2 separate regions of the Xenopus laevis genome follow, and region 2 is linked to region 1. Evidence: chromatin contacts called from public Hi-C data. All regions are on one chromosome and are shown on one strand. The core of a region is the stretch at or near the end of the contact, and the rest is flanking DNA. Distances in the headings are between cores, read along the strand shown.

Region 1 (6,284 bases), core at 965-3,464:
AAAACAACTGTTTTGTCACAGTGTAAATCAGTTGTGACCAACTGAGAGGCATGTAGTGTACCCAAGCCATTCTAGCTGGAAAAAAAGGAGAAAAGACACAGGGTACAGCACATACCAGATAAGCCGTCTAATACAATGGTGGTGTATCTGTTATCTGCTATATAACCTTTTCTCCTTTTTTTCCCAGTAGCTAGAATGGCTGCCCCCATGGCTACACAGCAGCTTGTTTATATAAACTATAGTAGTCTCTCTGAAGCAAACACAGCAGTTTTACCACTGCAGAGCAACAGAGCATTATATTTTAATTACTTTCAGTTTTTGGTGTCACTGTTCCTTTAAGTTCCCATATTTGTGCCTAAACATACTTTTCTTTACTTGGACCATATGCCAATATGTCAGTTGCCCCTGGTCTGCAAGGTGAACAGGGTGCAAAGTACAGTGAATCTCTGTATCTTGAGTAGAAAATAATTCATTCACCATTGCACCTCTAAGTGCTCCAAACTGCAGCAACTGAATTGTGCAAAAATGTTATTATTGGCAACAGATGTTCTGGCACGTTCCACCTCAACGACTACATGATACACACCTGATATACCAAACGAGTGCAAGTTGTTTGCCCATACCGTTAATCTGGAAAAAGGAAGCTCTAATTATAAATATTTTGATGTTGTTACTCCCCCAAGAAAGGTTGCCTCCTCATTTCCATATTATTATATTTATTATTATATTTTCTACAATGAACGACAGGCCATAGTTAGAGAAAACTCATTTAAAAGAAAAAAAAGTCAGTCCTTTCCACAGCTGTATTCAAAATATCCAGAAAAAATGATGTAGATCAGGGCCTATGGCAACGGAGAAAGCAGAAACCCAAAATGGTTCAGCAAGTTTTAATATTGCAAAAGCACCAGGTGTTAAAAATATTCAATTAGGTGTGCTTCCCCTTAAAATTCTACATTAATAGTAGTGATACATGCAGTCAGTTCTTTACATCCAATCAGTTTCCACCACCATATGGCCAAATTTCCTACTTACAACACAACCACTTGATATATTGCCTGTAATTTTAGCAGACCATTACTGAAGCATTCACTGTTTATCCATAGCCATACAAATAGGGCGAGGACACATATCCAAAGAAGACAAATATGGCTGCTGTTTAATAAATAGCTTCCCGGCTGCTTACTAAAGAGTAATGGGTACTGAACAAAAGCTTGAGGTGACAGATTTCCCAACCTTCTAGATGTTGTGGACCAAAGGTTCTAACAGCTGGGGGACTGCAAGCTTCACACCTTCGAAATGCTGAAAGACCAATAATTCTTTGCAGGTGGCTATTACACATGGAAAGCAAACCCTTACTGTTTCTCAGGAAACTTGGATTTATAAGAATCATTTCAAGTAAATTAATTTAAATAACCAGGTTTTGCCATTTGAATGGGCCCCATCCATGAAAGTCATACCCAGAGATAAATAACACACTTTGGGCTTTGCAACATCTGATCCTTAAAAGCATAGCAAATGTAAGACTTTGAACAGATGTCCAATGTATTATTTTTGCCGTTGTCATTTTTCACAGTGACATATGGAGAACTTTTTCATTTACATTTTGCAATGCAAGTACTTTGCACAACTATAGGCAATTTGCTAATCTGAGGAACAGATTTAATAGCCAAGCAACAATATTCTGCTGCAAGAAAAATGAATTACTACTAAAAAAAAAAAAACCAAACCATATCATAATAGTAAAGATCTTCTTCTATAGATGATCTCAATTAAATAAAACCAAACAAATTCTCATGGCCCGTGGATTTCTCGAGCAGCTTTTGAATTTCATTAGACATTAAGCAACATACACTGGGAAAAATAAGATTTGGGGGGGGAAAAAACGTATTTATTGAAGGACATAAGGACAAAAAAAAACAAAAAACTTTTCTATGTGAAATGATTACTACATGCCTTACTCACCCTTTTAAAGAACATAATTCATCTTAAGAAAGAAATTAAAGATAAATACATATAAGTGAAATACAGAACCAAACCTAACAAAGGGCACCTCGTGGTGGACTGGGGGCGGATTTCATATCATCACTTAAGATTCCTATTCATTAAGGGAAGAAAATACCCTGAAGGCTTTGAGGAGAAAAGGCTTCACAATGAGCACGATGGAGATTACAGAGATGAAAACCTCCCAGAACAAGGCAGCCTTTGTTAGACTTGATCCTTTTTTTCTAACTTCAGTTATCTTTCAGGATCCTTCCTGTTAGAGTATCACATTTACCCTGTTTAGGTCTCCACTTTTCTGCCTCTGTTACAATTTTCAGATTACAGTGTGAATAAAGTTCCCATAAAAATACATTTGAACAAAACTGCCTTTAGAAACGGCACCAGCTCCCTAACAAAGGCGGTTTCATGTTTTTGCACCAGAACGGAGAAGGTGAATTTACTAAAGTTTGTTTGTTGCTGCAACTGCGTACTCCATCTCAACAAGGGCAGATTAACTTTTGCACGCCAGAGGCAGAAACTATTTGCAGTACACAAACAACACACCCTTTTATGATTTGGGCATCACGTGTAAAAGCTGAACGAATACATCTTGGTTTATTCCAGGGTACAGGGCTCGAGAGACACTGCTGCCCTCCTGGCACACGAAAAAGTTAATCCTACTGAGAATTTAACAAGAATGCATCACTCCCCCCATCCCCAAACCAACAATGCCTTCGACAATCAGGAGCTGTCTGGCCCTGACAGAGTGCCTTACACAAAAAACAGCTGCCACTCTCTGGGAAGCGCACTGGGTAAGTGAAGTATAACGAGCAGCAAGCTCCCGCAGAACAAAAGAATATCCATCTTTATTTACCAACTGCTCCTTGCTTGTTGCAGCAGCACACTATTAGAGAGCCCCCGCCACACCCTCCGCATCTGACACTGTTGGAGGACACTTTGCATTTTCAGAAGCACCCAGTCTGAGCTGAGAAACTGTACTAGAAACATAAACAGTCATTATACTTTCTATAAACAGCACAAATAAAGAAAGCTCTGTAACAAAGTGTGGGACTTTTCTCCAGTTGATTAGGGAGAAAGAATGACACTCTCATTGCTTCCGTATTCGTATAATCACAAAACCGGCTCTATTGAAGTTACCCTATTGTGTTTGAAAGGTGATAAAGATGTTGCATGGCATAGGGTTGGACAAGCTGAAGATTAAATTGTGTGGATACAACTCGTGCAGCACTTTACAGAGATTGTTCATCGTTCCCTTACAGTCTAAGAACCTAAATACATTCATACAACAGACCAGCCTGCTTGTATGCTTTTGAAAGAAGTTTTGGGGGGTTGGGGGGATCAGAGTATCCAAAGGTGCACACATGAGGGCAAATTCACTAACCTCTGAAAATTCGCCAGCGACGGCTTCGCTCACAGTGCAACACTTCGCCAGGACAACACTAATTCACTAAAATCCGAAGTGGCGTCCAGGGCGTTGAACGCTGGTGAAGTTGCGCCAGCGTTACTGTGCCAAGCGAATCGAAGATGCGGTAGCGTTGCCTAATTTGCATACGGCGGGAACTTGAAGTTCAATGGACGTATATGTTGCAAGCAAATACATTACACTACACAAGCCTGGGAAACCTTAATAGAATAAAGTTGTTATATTGCCCTACACATGAGCCCAGTGTATGTGCCATATGTTCGGAAATGTAGGGGGGAATTTACGCTCTTTTTCAGCCTATCACCCTGAAAAAAAGAAAAAGTCGCTAGCGTTTTTTGGGACTTTTTTTTGGAAATTTTCAACTATTTTTTTAGGAACTCCTATCTACTCTATTGCACTTTGCCTGGTCTGAGGTGGCGAAGGCAAGTCTGGCGCAAGAGGTAACGTTCAGTAAAATCCACATCTGAGTTTGCATAGTTACGTCCATTCGCCAGAATGCAAATTCGCCAGGCGTTAGGGAGTGAAGTACTGCTAGAGTCTGTCTCCTTTGCTAGAGAAGTTACCCCAACGACCATTAGTAAATCCGCAAAGTACCGAAATGACGTCACGTTGAACTGAAAAAATCCAGAACACTGTCAGCAGCAAGGTCAACACAGCAAAGCATTGTCCTTAGTTCAGTACATGCACTTTGGTTGAGGACCATACTGGTCTACGGATGTCATCTTCCCCAAAGGGGCTCCTTTTTTATCTGATCATTGAACCAGAAGCCACATGATCAAACCAGCCTGACTAGAACCAGCTATTTGCTGGCCAAATTGGGTAGAGATCTGCTGGTGCCATAAAAGGCATGTGTCCCAAGAAAAAGCATCAGAAATTCTATTATTTATATAAATAAGCTGCTGTGTAGCAATGGGGGCAGCCATTCAAAGGAGAAAAGACTCAAGTTACACAGCAGATAGCAGATAAGCTCTGTAGAACATAATGTTTTCTGTTATCCACTATTTAACCTGTGCCATATAGGCTTTTTTAAATGTACACCAATGCTGCACAGCAGCTTGTTTATATGAACTTATGAACTACAGTAGTGTTTCTGGAGCAAATGGATCAGTTTTACCAGTGCAGGGCAACACTACATGATAATTTCATTGCTTTAAAACACTTTAATTTTTTGGTGTTACAATTCCTTTAAATGAAAGGCATATAGCCCAGTGTGTCCAGCACCTTAATGTTGTTGCTGTCTGTTTTGCCAAACACAAGGTTTGAAGCTATAAACTTTTAAACCCCCCCCCCCATCAAAGTAAATTGCTATCTTTAGTTCCCAAATAAGGGTCTCCAGGCTAATATTTCTTCCACTGCCATAATTCCTTTAAGGTCATTACAGTATTCTTTCAATCCTTCCTTTATGCCTCTTGTATTAACAGGGGTTGTGCCAAAATATGGGCAGTAATAAGATCAGGAACAATAAGAGCAATTATTGAATGACAGATGCATGCCTCAAACTGACTGGGCAACTCGATGACGACACAAAACGGTTCTGGTGGCCTTGGTAAATTATCTTCAGTGGTACAATGTGGTCATAAACAACCTTCACATAATTAACAGTGGCTAAAAGGATGGCACAGAATGCATTTGTTTGGGGTGATGGTAACTTTCGAGTACAACCTCCTTCCCACTTTCCAGATGCCTGTAGTTTCATCACTGGCCCCAGACAGAAAAATGCAAAGTATAGCAAGATGATTCATAGGGATTTTTCTTAACTATAGCTGTTCTACGGAACAGAATGTTTCAGCATCCACTGATGTTATTATGGCAGAACTAAACCATTGTTCAAAGGAAAGCACATATTCTTAGCACTCTTCACTTCCTATTCATGGGAACAAGAAGTGCATCCAGTATCTTACCATAAGCATGTGTCACCTAAGTAACATTCTAAAATATCAAAAGTATTATACATCAAAGTATAATTTAGTTATTTGAACCCCATCATTATTGATCATAATTGTAATATGCAATTTTTACATTAAAGGAGACGGAAAGGCTAAAATTAAGTAAGCTTTATTAGAAAGGTCTATATAAAAATACACCATTAAATGCTCAAAGTAATGTTGCTCTGAGTCCTCTGTCAAAAGAAACACCACATTTCTTTCCTTCTATTGTATATACATAGACTTTCTCTGACTTCCTGTTTCAGCTTAAACCTCCAAAGCTAGGGCTTGAGTATGCTCAGTTTGCTCCTCTCTCCCTCCCTTTAGCCCCCTCCCTCCTCCCAGCCCTGCTGTAATCTGAGCCCATAGCTATGAGTGAGCAGGGAGAGATTCCGGCAGGAAGTGATGTCACACCAAGCCAATATGGTAGCTGCTATCATAAACAAACAGAGTTTCTAGAGCTGTTTACTTAGGTATGGTAAAGCATTCTACAAAATAAATAAAGTGTTACAGCTTGCCCTATTGTGGCTAATCTATTGGCAATAAACTTCCTAGGTAGATTTCCTTCTCCTTTAACAAGTGTTGCGGCTCAAGCCCATCAGTTATTTGCATCGGGGGTACTTTATTTATTATAATACAAAAGTTTTAGTGAGTCATGTGACAAAAATTACATCACTACTAACTGTTTATAACTGACTACATCACTAGTCACTGTTTATAATAATATAATTTACAAGATATGCATGGATTTTGTGTATTATACACAAATACACAGTAAAGTGCTGATTCATGTTCATTTACTGAGGGATCTTTAGTGGTGCACACAAGGAAGCTGTTAAGAACATATATATTTTGGCCAGAGTATGCTGCTGACACCTACTTTTATTTATAATAGTTAATATGCATATTTACATAGCTTGAATATGAGCGCTGGC
Region 2 (5,832 bases), core at 847-3,346, 91 kb after region 1:
AACATTTTTAAAATGTTTTCCTTTTTCTCTATAAAAATAAAACAGTACCTTGTACATGATCCAAACTAAGATAACATCAATCCTTATTGGAAGCAGAACCAGCCTAGTGGGTTTATTTAATATTTACATGATTTTCTAGTAGACTTGGTATGAGGATTCAAATCATGTAAAGATCCGTTATCCAGAAAGCCACAGGTCCCGAGCATTCTGGATAACAGGTCCCATACCTGTACTGTGGTATTATTACAAAGAATAAATTAATTTAAAAATATAATTTGAATTATTTGATTGAAATGGAGTATATGGGATATAGCCTTCCTGTAAGTTTGAGCTTTCTGAATAAAAGGTTTCTGGATAGCATATCCTATACCCAGCACAGCAGATTTAGAAACAGCACCCCCCCATGGACCCAATAACTATTGACTGTCTATGGAAACTTACAGCAGCCCTTCTGGCCTTTGCTAGAATCTACAAATTTCAGGTCTTGATCTCTTGATTATTTAGAAACCTTCATTCATTTTTGTCCCCCAGAAGTCAGGGTACTTAAAAAAATAATAATAATGGATATATAGTCAAATTAGTCAATTGTAATTAAAATCACATTATTCCAACGGGATTTCAACAGCTGCAACCAGATATATCATTGTTTATTGAAATATCAATGACTAATAGTTCTTTCACTTTGCTAAATAGTTCTTCATTGAAAGTAATGAAACAATGAAAGTCATTTAATCGCCATTACTGTTACCCGATGCATAAAGCTGCATTAAGTAGAACATGCATCAAAGTAATATGGGAAAGATATGTGTTTGTCGGAGTAGTTATTTTATAAATAGGTCAAATCTGTTAACTTTTACCACTTTTTTGGGTTAACTTTGACACTTTATAGTTCAAGACCCCATGCAACTCCAGTTCATTTACTTACCAAAGTTATTCCATTGTGGTTCATATAGTCCACCAATGTCACATTTAAATCATAATACCTTCCATACATGTTTATAGTTAACTTACTGAAGCAATATTTAACAACGTTTGTTTGTTATCCAGAAGAAGAACAACATTGGTGCAGTTTGGTGCTTTGGTGAATTGAATAGGAAAGTGTTGATGGCACATGGTTTCAACTTCACACATGGATCCAATATCTCTGTGATCCTTTTGTTACATTAAGACCTGGAGAATTATGTGGCATCTACTGTAAATATATAGAAGCAATTATATACAAATCCCTGGAGTGTCCAAAATGGTCTCATAATATTTATAGAAAGCACATATATTTGCAATTGTTCTGCTTTGTAGCCCTTCTGCAGAACAGATGTGACTGCCTTATCTTGCTAGGCAAGGTATAGCCATATGCAAGGTATGTCTACAAAACCGGTATTTGTGCTGGTGCAATTATTCCTGAGGCAAAAAGGTTAAATATTTGTTGTTGAAAAGTATTTTACATTTCCCCATTATTGCAGGGCATGTCGAAATGCAATGGAAATAGAGCCAGTGCAGCTGAAATACATAAAAGAAACAACCACTGTCATTGTAAGTACAGGATATTTTGGGGGTTATTTCCTTTTAAACAGGATTCACGACAATATACATTCAAAGGTAAACAGAACAAATCTATGTATTTAAATAGATATCTTACCAGAAACAACCATATTGTTTGCCTTATGCCAGACATTGTCCATAGATTCCAGTACTTTAATTAAAAGCATTTCCAGAGTCCATCCCAAGGTTCTGAGAGGGCTGTCCCTATTAGAACTGTAGTCAAATACACAGCCTCATTGCAATGGTTTTAAAAATTAGTGGTGAGCACAACTTTCCCTTGCCTATTAGAACTGTGCCACTAGGTCAGGCAATTTGCACAACATGTTATTGTCTATCCCAGTTACATAGAGCACTATGAAAAGGGCACAATGCACAAATAATTCAGCACCTTGTAGAAGCTTTGTGGCTGGGATACAAGGGAAAATGATTACCATATTATGTGCTATAGACTAGACTGGGTATGTCAGGACTGGTAAAGCTCAGCATCTTATCCCCTATAGAGAGTGGCATCTCCTGTACTTTTGGTTGATTGCTGGCAGAGAGGTTACAGATAAAGCTCCTCTTCTGTTCTGGCTTATGTTACAGATAATGTTAGAGTATCCTGGCCTCTGTGCTTGCACTGTCCCCACAAGGATAACAACTAAAGGGCTGCTCTACTACTTGCTATGAATAGCAGCCCTATGCAGCCTTTCCCACACCAGTTACCGTCTTGGGTTCTCCAGTACATCAATCTACTTCTTTGGAGCAGTTAATAACATGTACTGCCCTTAAATACTCAGTAGTGGAGCAGACATTTTAGTATATTCTTTATTTTAATATTATCTTAGTAAGGGGTGCAGAAATAGGAAAGGAAAAGGGGGGTCGCATTGACATTGACCTCAAATAACCATAACAATAACAGTTGGGCTTCCCACTAGGCAGTACACTCAAATTGTTTTATATTTTGATTATGAAACTATATATACATCTAGAAAATGCCATGCAGTTTTGTCTCTCAAATGGGATATTATTGAATTAGAGAGGTTCCACAGAAGGGTGGTAAAAGGTATGGAATATCTAAGCTATGAGGAAAGACTGGCCAAGTTGGGGTTGTTCACACTGGGGAAGAGGCGCTTAAAGGGGAGTGATATGATAACTATGTATAAATATATAAGGGGATCATATAATAATCTCTCTAATGCTTTATTTACCAGTAGGTCTTTCCAGCTGACACAATGTCACCCATTCTGATTCAGTGTCGGACTGGGACACCAGGGGCCTACCCAAAAACCTTAGACCAGGGGCCCACTTTCAGTACTAATATTCTTCTTCTCCTCACTCAACCTCTATTCTCCTAATCTCTATTCTTTACATACTGTAATCTATTATTCCATCTATTTAGCATATTTGTTTTCAAAGAAATAGGGAATGGCCATGAAATAGGCCAAATCTGTAGCAGCACAAGGGCCCCCTGACACCTCGGCCCACCAGGAGTTTTCCTGGTATCCCGGTGGGCCAGTCCAACACAGTTCTGATTAGAAGAAAAGAAGGTTACGTCGAAATATTCGGAAGGGGTTTTTTACACCGAGAGCTGTGAAGATGTTGTACAGGCTGATACATTAGATAGCTTTAAGAAGGGGTTGGATGGCTTTTTAGCAAGTGATGGAATACAGGGTTATTATGGAAGATAGCTCATAGTACAAGTTGATCCAGGGACTAGTCCGATCTTGGAGTCAGAAAATAATTTTTTCCCCCTTTGAGGCAAATTGGAGAGACTTCAAATAGGATGTTTTGCCTTTCTCTGGATCAACTAGCAGTTGGGCAGGTTATATACAGACTTAAAAGGTTGAACTTGATGGATGTATGTCTTTTTTCAGAAGAAGTCAACAGAAGAGCCAGAAGAACTAGGCAAATTATTCAAAAACTATAAAAAAAAGGAAAACATGAAGGCCAGTGTTAACATCTTAATTAAATGTATTGTTGAAATATAAAACTCTTCATATTGGAATTGCTATACAATATATATAGCTGTATTCTAAAATTGGCATTTACAATAAATGATAATAACAATAGGTTACACTGTAAGTATTCCTTTGTTAAGTATTTAAAATGCAATGACCATTTATGATTCCTTCAGTTCAAATAAAACAACAAAAATAGCTGTAATACAATGTGAATGTATTCATTTTAATATATTTTTTATTATATTTACATGTATATCCACATTCAAAACAAATACTTTGGACACTGGTCCTTATTTCAATATTACAGCTGTTTTACTATATGTAGTACATATTATAGTGTAACAATATAGTAGTCAATATGTCTCTTCTGAGTGCACTAAATTAAATATAAATGTCACAGGCAACTGTATAAAAAAACAAGAGTGCCATCTGCTGCCTGTTTAGTATAACTACAAGTAGGTACGTGAAAAGGATCTCCATTAAAATGCAGAATGAAAGAAAATACATTCTTATGTTCATGTAAATACATGAAGTACATTCATTAAAGATTTTCAAAGGTTTTACATTTTTTAAATGTAAACGTTATTAAAAGATGGGGACAAATTTTTATATTCCAACTTAACTATCCATGTTTAGTATAGATGTAGTAGAACTGAAAGGAAGCACACATTAGATAAAAACTATATAGTGCGGTAAGTTGTATATTTGTAAATATGTATATTTGTATATATGTAAATTTGTGTATATACAAAAGGATGTGTAAAAATAACCAATAACATCCACTTAAAGTGACTAGTGCAATTGTGTAATCTCTGAGTCAGCCTACTCATCGGATATAGACCAGTATAATGCCAAATGGAAAGGAATAAAGGTGCATATGGTGCTGCAGCAGAAATACAAATGCCCCAGCAGTGAAAAAATGTTGTTCCAGTGTGCCACAGGTTGGACATAAAACATGTATAGTGTAGCAAATTTTAATGAATGAATAAAACACTAAAAATTGGCTACTTACAAAATATCCAATACAGGTATGGGATCCGTTATCTGGAAACCCGTTATCCAAAAAGCTTTGAATTACAGAAAGTCTGTCTCCCATAGACTCCATTGTATCTAAATAATCCAACTGATAAAACTGATTTCCTTTTTTTCTGTAATAATAAAACAGTACCTTGTACTTGATCCCAACTAAGATATAATTAATCCTTATTGGAGACAAAACCAGCCTATTGGGTTTATTTCATGTTTATAGGATTTTCTAGTAGAGTTAAGGTATGAAGATCCAAATTACGGAAAGATCCATTATACGGAAAACCCCAGGTCCCGAGCATTCTGCATAACAGGTCCCATACCTGTATAGGTACAGCACATAGAAAGCCAGATGAATTCAATTGTATTCATCTGGTTTTCAACATGATGTACCTATATTGGATATTTTGTAAGTAAAGGAGAGATTACACAAGTACACTTAGGGTTGGACTGGGCCGGCGGGACACCGGGAAAAAACCCGGTGGGTCCCATCGGCCTAGATCCGCAATTTGCAGGCTGCTTCCTGCCGCAACCACGTGAAAAACAAAGTGCATGTTCACGCCCATGCACGCTCATCGGTGTGGCGGCGCACTAGGGGGCCTTGGACAACAGCTCCGGTGGGTCCCGGGCCCCCCAGTCCGACCTAAGTACACTAGACCCTTTAAGTGGATTTTATTGGTTATTTTTTCCACTCATCTTATTATATATACACAAATTGTATTAACTTACTACACTATCAAGTTTTTATCTAATGTGCGCATCCTTGTAGTTCTTCTACATCTATATCAGATTTGGGATCCTGCACAGAGGGGATGATTCAGGAAGCTGCAATTCACTAATTGGATAATGGACAATTGAATGTGAAGATCACGTTTTAGCGATGAACATTTGTTTAACTGGTTAACTATCCATGTGCTGTAGTGTCATGCGCAAGCTGTGTCTAGTATTGGACAACTATAACTTTCCTGTTGGTGCTGTGGACTTATAAGTGGGAGGTTCCAGCCCAGCCAAATCCTGTTGGTAAAGTGTTATGCCCCTACCTTGCATGTCATTCTCAGGGACAGATTTTTTATTCAGTGCTCAGTGCCCTCTTACACCCCTTAGTGCTCTTGTATTTCTGCCCCCCTTGGTAAAAAAATACCCCTTGTCTGTTATCAAAATAAGATGCCCAGCATTCCATGCAAACAAGAGCTGGAAGTAAAATATGACCATTAAGGAGGCCAAAAGTTGGACAGCCTTTTACCATTGCCATAAGTTCAAGTGCTACAAAACTAATTAGCACGCAATAGTGCATCTGAATAAGAACGGAAAACAATTAAGGCAA

Evidence for each region. A called contact is a pair of places that touch in the nucleus more often than the background predicts.
Region 2: a Hi-C map of the XL177 cell line shows a contact between it and region 1, with 2.6 times the contacts expected there. The contact joins two enhancer-like sites. A contact is called at or near these places in 2 of 4 Hi-C or Micro-C datasets (the XL177 cell line and the XTC cell line).

Annotation. Positions count from the first base shown.
Region 1 is chr8L:90,999,082-91,005,365 of Xenopus_laevis_v10.1, forward strand. The region is part of intron 2 of LOC108698803 (RAC-alpha serine/threonine-protein kinase-like); the gene reads right to left. Among protein-coding and RNA genes, the nearest start is that of LOC108698804, 47 kb to the right of the region's middle. Within about 2 kb of position 2,215, at least 3 of the 7 cell types and tissues checked have an H3K27ac peak or open chromatin away from gene starts, as enhancers often do.
Region 2 is chr8L:91,089,710-91,095,541 of Xenopus_laevis_v10.1, forward strand. No RefSeq gene overlaps it. Among protein-coding and RNA genes, the nearest start is that of cep170b.L, 13 kb to the right of the region's middle. Within about 2 kb of position 2,097, at least 1 of the 7 cell types and tissues checked has an H3K27ac peak or open chromatin away from gene starts, as enhancers often do.